Linked DNA regions of Mus musculus: region 1 is linked to region 2. A link is a contact called in public Hi-C data. All regions are on one chromosome and are shown on one strand. The core of a region is the stretch at or near the end of the contact, and the rest is flanking DNA. Distances in the headings are between cores, read along the strand shown. Region 1 overlaps Bdkrb2 (bradykinin receptor, beta 2). Region 2 has its middle 15 kb from the start of D430019H16Rik.

Region 1 (2,960 bases), core at 178-2,677, 130 kb before region 2:
TAACATGAAATGTTGAACTGTTTCTCTCGTGATTCTCTGGCTGCCTAACTACCACAGGTGAGTCAGAGGGCTTCTGATGATCTGGGAAGAAACAGGTCATTTGGAAAGACCTCAGAGATGGGATTCCTCCCTACCATGCCGCAAAACCCTCCAGGAATCGTGGAATCCAATCTGTCTCCTTGATTTGGCCCCAGGAGATGGGCAGAAGTGGGTCCTTCCACAGTGTTCTCATGGTTGGGTCACCCTTGAGTGGCCTTTTCATGATGCTGAGTCCGCTAAGCACATTCCACATGAACAAGTCTCCCTGCTAACCTTCCTCACCTGCTGTGCTCAACTGAGTCTGTCTGCCAAGATTCTGGGGTTGGAGACTTGGTCCCCAAGGCAGTAGTGTTGGGAGGTGGTGGTAAGGGACCTTTAAGAGGTAGGGCTTAACAGGGAGGCTTTTAAGTCATTGGAGGCGTGGCCTCAGAAGGGATACATTTCTGTCCCTGCCAATCACAATATTGACAGACAAGGGGAGGGGCTTCAAGGGCCAACTTTTAGCAACACAAACTGTGAGTTAATTAAGCTCTTTTCTTTTTCTCTCCTACTCTCCTCCTGCCCCCATCCCTCTCTCTTTCCTGCCTCAGCCTCCCTAGTGCTGGGATTCCAAATACTTTCAACCACACCTGTAACCGCCCCTTTATATACAAAGTTATCTGCCTCGGCACTTTGTAACAGCAGAGGGAACTGAATGAGCCCAGAATCACAGCCCATTTCTCTCCTATATAAGGACTCTGCTCTGTTGGAATCTGACACGCTCATTTCTGCGGAGTCTGATTCTTCTTGCAGTGTGGGAAACTCTGCAAAGAGTAAAGAAAGCCCAAGGCAGCTAGTGGGGCCCTACTCGCAGCTTCCAAGCTGGTGTTAACCTATCCTTTTTCTTTGCAATGCAAAAATGTATCTGGAGTCTCAACTATTCTCACAACCTACAATAGAGCAGGCTTCATTTTTTTTTTCTCAGCTGCAGAGGGTTTGGGGGAGCTGGCACTCACTGTACTCCAGGTTTGAGGGGCCTTTCCCTCACCTGCCCCCTAAGCACCCCCCAAACTCTGGTGCACCTGGTATGCATTCTGAGTACACACTGGCAGGATGGAGGCATGCTGATTGGCATTCAAATCCCAGCCCCGCCATTTGCCTATGCTGTAACCAGCTTTCTGAGCCTGAGTCCCTGCCTGCAGGCTAACGAGCTGTACTGTTGGTGTGAGGGTACCTTGGCGATCTGGCATGCTCACCCCTGTCACTCATCAATGCCAGCACCCTTGCCAGACTCACAGTTGCTTTCTCTTCCCCCCCTAACTGAAGGATGAATCTGAGCAGTCAGGAGCCCAGATGTCTCTACTTCCATCCTCTTAGTCACAGTTACCAAAGGGATTCTGAGAAAGAATTGCCTAGGCCACTTGTGAGGGAAGCCTTTTCTCGGCTGGCACTTATCTTCAGGCTGAACACGTGTCCATTGCTGGGAAGTTCTAGGCTGCAGAGGGTGGTGATAGGCAAGTCACACCAGGTCTCGATGGCTCTGGGATTCCTCCCTCTGTGGAGAAGTGCCTAGCTCCTCAGGGGCTCAGGGTCTGCCACCCTTAACCAGCCTGTGCTCTCCCCTCCACCCCCTCAAGGCCCCAGTAGCTAACCAGTTGTCTGTCTGGGGAGACCAACTGACACAAGAGCCAGGTGAGGTTCAAATGCCCCTTCAGCTACTATGTCACCTTACAGACTGTCTGTCAGAATCAGGTGGGGACACATCACCTAGAGAGCAGGTTTATTTGAATGAGTAGCAGTGTCAGGTTTGGGTGGAGATGGTCCCTGGGGCCGGGATAGGGCTTAAACATAATTCCATACGTGCTGTGTGGCATACCAGCCCATATCATATCCTTTCCCCAATTTTGGCTTACTTGCTGCTTCACAGGGTATGGGACTTGAACTTGAAGCCTGCACAATCTCTCTGGCTCCTCTGGGTAGAGGTCTCTGATCCGGGGATTCTAGAGTAGGCTCAACTAGTGGTTAAAGGCTTATTGTATCTTGCTAGGTCATGTTAGGTACATATTCCCACAAGGCATGCATGCTTTTTTTCTTTTTTTTCCTCTTTCTCTCTTCCTCTCTTTCTTCCTTCCTCCCTTTCTTCCTTCCTCTCTTCCTTCCTCTCTTCCTTCCTTTCTTTCTTTCTTTCTTTCTTTCTTTCTTTCTTTCTTTCTTTCTTAAGAGGGGGAATAGAAGAGGGGTTGATCTAGGGGGAGGAGAGGGAAGGCTGGAGTGGGGGTGGGGGACTGGGAGGATGTAACATATAAGAAAAGAACAAAAGTTGAGAGAGAGAGAGAGAGAGAGAGAGAGAGATTATAGGGAATAAACCAACTTCCCAAATCCTGGGCACAGAGCAGGCTGCCCTGTTCTGTCCGCCCAACCACAGTCCCCCTGCGGATCCCTACAGACGAGAAAGCAGAAGCCCAGAGAAGTCAGGGTCCACAGGGGCAGAACTTAACCCCAGACTGCTGGACAAGACCCATTGGTCCTGATTTCTAAACACTGCTCAAATAATCAGCACAGCTGTGAGCCTAGAGGAACTCTAGCCGAGAACTGAGCTAGAGACATGTGACATTCAGGTGAGGGAGGGAGGGAGGCACTTTCCTCTCCCAGCATGCCTTTCTGGAGTCAAGGAGCCTTCTGTCTAAGACAGTGATCTCCTGGGGCCAGATGGGAAGAGACCCCTAACTGAGTAACTCCTACATCTCCAATGCAGTCTCAGGCAAGGCTGGGGGGCATGGCTGACACCCAACTTCGCCTACAGACTACTCCTAACCACCCAGCAACTGACTTGTTTCCTTCTCTAGCCCTCTCTTCAGAGGGAGGATAAGAGAAGGGACTGACAGGAATGTTAACAAGCACATGTCACATGAGGATGCATGACAATGCTGTAGTGAAACCCT
Region 2 (2,948 bases), core at 394-2,893:
GGTTTGGAATGTGTCACTGGCTAAGGTTTATTCCCCTCCGCCTCCCCACTGGAGTTTTGCTTCCCAGCAAGTGTTTCTTAGAGAGTTCCTCGGATGCTCCATGCTGTGAGGGCCAGAGAATTCACTTCCCGCAGCAGAGTCCCACAGTGTTACCGTGTACTCCTCAGCCAGTCAGTCACACCAGGGTCCTGTGGGCTGGGCCCATTCCATTATCAATGGCGAGCTGATTACAGTGCCTGTGTCCCAGGCTTCTGCATGGCAAAGCTGCCCTTTTCCCTTTAACCAGACACCTCAGACTAGAGAATGTAAACACTAGAAGTTTCTCATAATTCAAGATCCAGGTATGGCTGAGGTCTGCTGCGGGCTCAGTCTGTGGGTTACAGATGCCCACCTTCTCTCTGTGTTCCTACATGGCTGAAAGAGAGAGACAGCCCGCTTCCTGATGTCGTCTCTTACAAGGAGTCATGAATCCCATCTTTCAGCTCAGCCCCCATGACCTCACTGAAACATGCTCAGAAAGGTTCCATTGCCAGACACCCTCACACTAGGGGTTGGGCTTCCCCACAAGCCTCAGAGGGCTGCATGCTTCAGTGAATAACTGCTGTACTATTCTGGTTGGCTTTGGCTTTAAAAGCCCCATTAACTGAGTTGGTGCCAACATTGCTTGCTATACTCTCATATTAAGCAAGGTTTCCCAGAGGAACCAAACCAACTGACTGCTTCTATCACAAAAGCACAGTCACTGAACAGCTTACCAGCGGCGTCCAACTTCATGAATGACACTGTGACATGACATCAACTTCTACAAAATTCAAACTCTAGAACACACAATTGAGACATAAAAAAAAATACCTTGTCCTGTCTTAGGTATGTTTACAATTTGATGTTCGCCCAAATCATTGTGCTTGAGGGACTGAGAAACTTGTGTCTGCCCAGTGCATGAAGCTGAAGCCCCAGCTATTTAAGTCTGGTATTGAAGGCCTCAGAAGATCCCTGGAGAGTTTCTGGTCCAATGAAGTTGGAGTTTAATGTCAATGAAGTGTGGTAGTGGTAGGCAGCAACAGCACTGGCAGATGCATTTACCAGCAAGAAGCAGAGGCAAGCAGGCAAACACCAATGCTCCTTCCTCAGGATTCACTGTATCTGAGCCACTTGTGGGAAGGCAAAGCTCACACTGCGGGGCTGACCATCAGAGATCCATCATCTTTTTAGTTTGCTTAGGTCTTTAGAAGGTTGTAAGTCTACACTGTTTTTCTTGGCCTAGGGAAACCTTGGTTTTTGTTTTGGAATTGATGTTTATGAAACAAGCTCTAGCCATTGTCGGCACTGAGCCTGGGGCCAGGCAGGCTTTGACCTTCTTTCCCGTGGGGCTGGGTATGGAATGTGGGTCTTCCTGCTGCTAGGCAAGCGCTCTGCTTCTGAGCTACACCTCCCAGCTCTGGGTGACTGTCTGAAACTGACAGGCTTCTCTGGCAGCCCAGGGACTTTGGGGGATCTTTTGGTGTCTCATCTGTGAGATGAAAACCCTAGCTTTCCAGCCAGTCTTTGTGACATTTTATTTTTAGCTTTGCTGCAATCTGTTCATAGAAGCCTGGAGGATAAAACAGACACGACAGAGGTGGTGTTTGAGAAATTAATTGGTTTGTTACTCCGTTGGCTGCTGAGAACGGTTTAACAAGACTGAGCAGGGATATGCCCCACCCTTCAGACCAAGTGGCTGCAAAGCCAGGCCTTTAGTTGTAAGTTGCAGGGTTTGTTTAGTAATTTGTATTTATGATGAGCTAATTTTTTTCTTCCATCTAGGAGCTGTTTAGAGCTAGGGAGAGTTTGCCCAGGAAAGTGTTTGCCACACAGACATGAGGATCTGAGTTCAAGGTCCAGCTTTTCTCATCTGTAAAGCAGTCATGAGGATGCTGTGCCTCCGGATGATTGGGAGGGTTAAAAGGCAGTTGAGCACAGCGGTACAGAGCTGTAATTCCAGCTTCCTGGGTCACTAAGGAAGGATTCAAATTCCAGGCCAGCCCAGGCAATTTAGTAAGATGTCACAGCAAAATAAAGTGAAAAGGGACTGGGAGAGGCAGCTCAGTGGTGGAGTGCTTTGTTAGCACGTTTAAGGCCTGGACTCAACCCTCAAAACACACGCATTCACACACACACACACACACACACACACACACACACACACACACACACACACACGCACGCACACATGCAAACACACACACCACATGAGATGATTAAAGGAGAATTCCTGCCTAAGAACTGACAGAGAACATATCCTGTAAACAAGTTATTGGGTGTTTTGTTTTGTTTTGTTTTGTTTTGTTTTGTTTGTTTTTGTTAATAGTTGTGCCTGTGGCAGTTAGAGTGTAAGGGACTACTCCAGCAGAGATGTCTGGCAGGCAGACTGGAGCAGTTCTAGAACTCAGAGGGAGTCCTGACTGGAACAGAGATGTGGGCGTCGTCAGGCTACAGCTGTCATATGACTTCAGAACACGCAAACGGACCGGTCTTAGCCTGAATGATCAGAGGCACTCTCTATTCCCCACTCAGGCCTCTCAGCCCACGACAAAGCGCCTGCTACTAAGCACTCCACAGTGAGCACGCTCTCTTGACCTCATTCCCTGTGGATGTGGTAAGTCCTCCCCAGTGTCAAGACTGTGTGACATCCAGCAAACAAGAATATATGGCATTTATTCTGTAGGAATAATGGAGGGATAACTGTAAGAGACCATGACTCTTACCCATTTCCTGATTTCTAGACACATGTGTGTACACACACACATACATACACCAGACTCCCTCACATACACACACTCTATCACAACACTCCCTCCCACACTCTCTCTCACACACTCCCTCACATACACATACACACACTCACACACACCACGCTATTTCTCTCTCTCACACACACACACCACATTCACACACCCTCACACACACAT

The links. A called contact is a pair of places that touch in the nucleus more often than the background predicts.
Region 1: a Hi-C map of cortical neurons shows a contact between it and region 2, with 2.2 times the contacts expected there. The contact joins two enhancer-like sites. A contact is called at or near these places in 13 of 484 Hi-C or Micro-C datasets (Sertoli cells, cerebellum, cerebral cortex and 7 more) and 2 of 115 datasets of contacts at active chromatin or transcription factors (astrocytes and embryonic forebrain).

The regions. Positions count from the first base shown.
Region 1 is chr12:105,570,333-105,573,292 of GRCm38.p6, reverse strand. All of the region lies in intron 1 of Bdkrb2 (bradykinin receptor, beta 2), which reads right to left. Among named protein-coding and RNA genes, the nearest start is that of Bdkrb2, 8.6 kb to the right of the region's middle. Within about 2 kb of position 1,427, at least 6 of the 459 cell types and tissues checked have an H3K27ac peak or open chromatin away from gene starts, as enhancers often do. A contact at or near this core is called in cortical neurons, where this site is marked.
Region 2 is chr12:105,437,051-105,439,998 of GRCm38.p6, reverse strand. No RefSeq gene overlaps it. Among named protein-coding and RNA genes, the nearest start is that of D430019H16Rik, 15 kb to the left of the region's middle. Within about 2 kb of position 1,643, at least 16 of the 459 cell types and tissues checked have an H3K27ac peak or open chromatin away from gene starts, as enhancers often do. A contact at or near this core is called in cortical neurons, where this site is marked.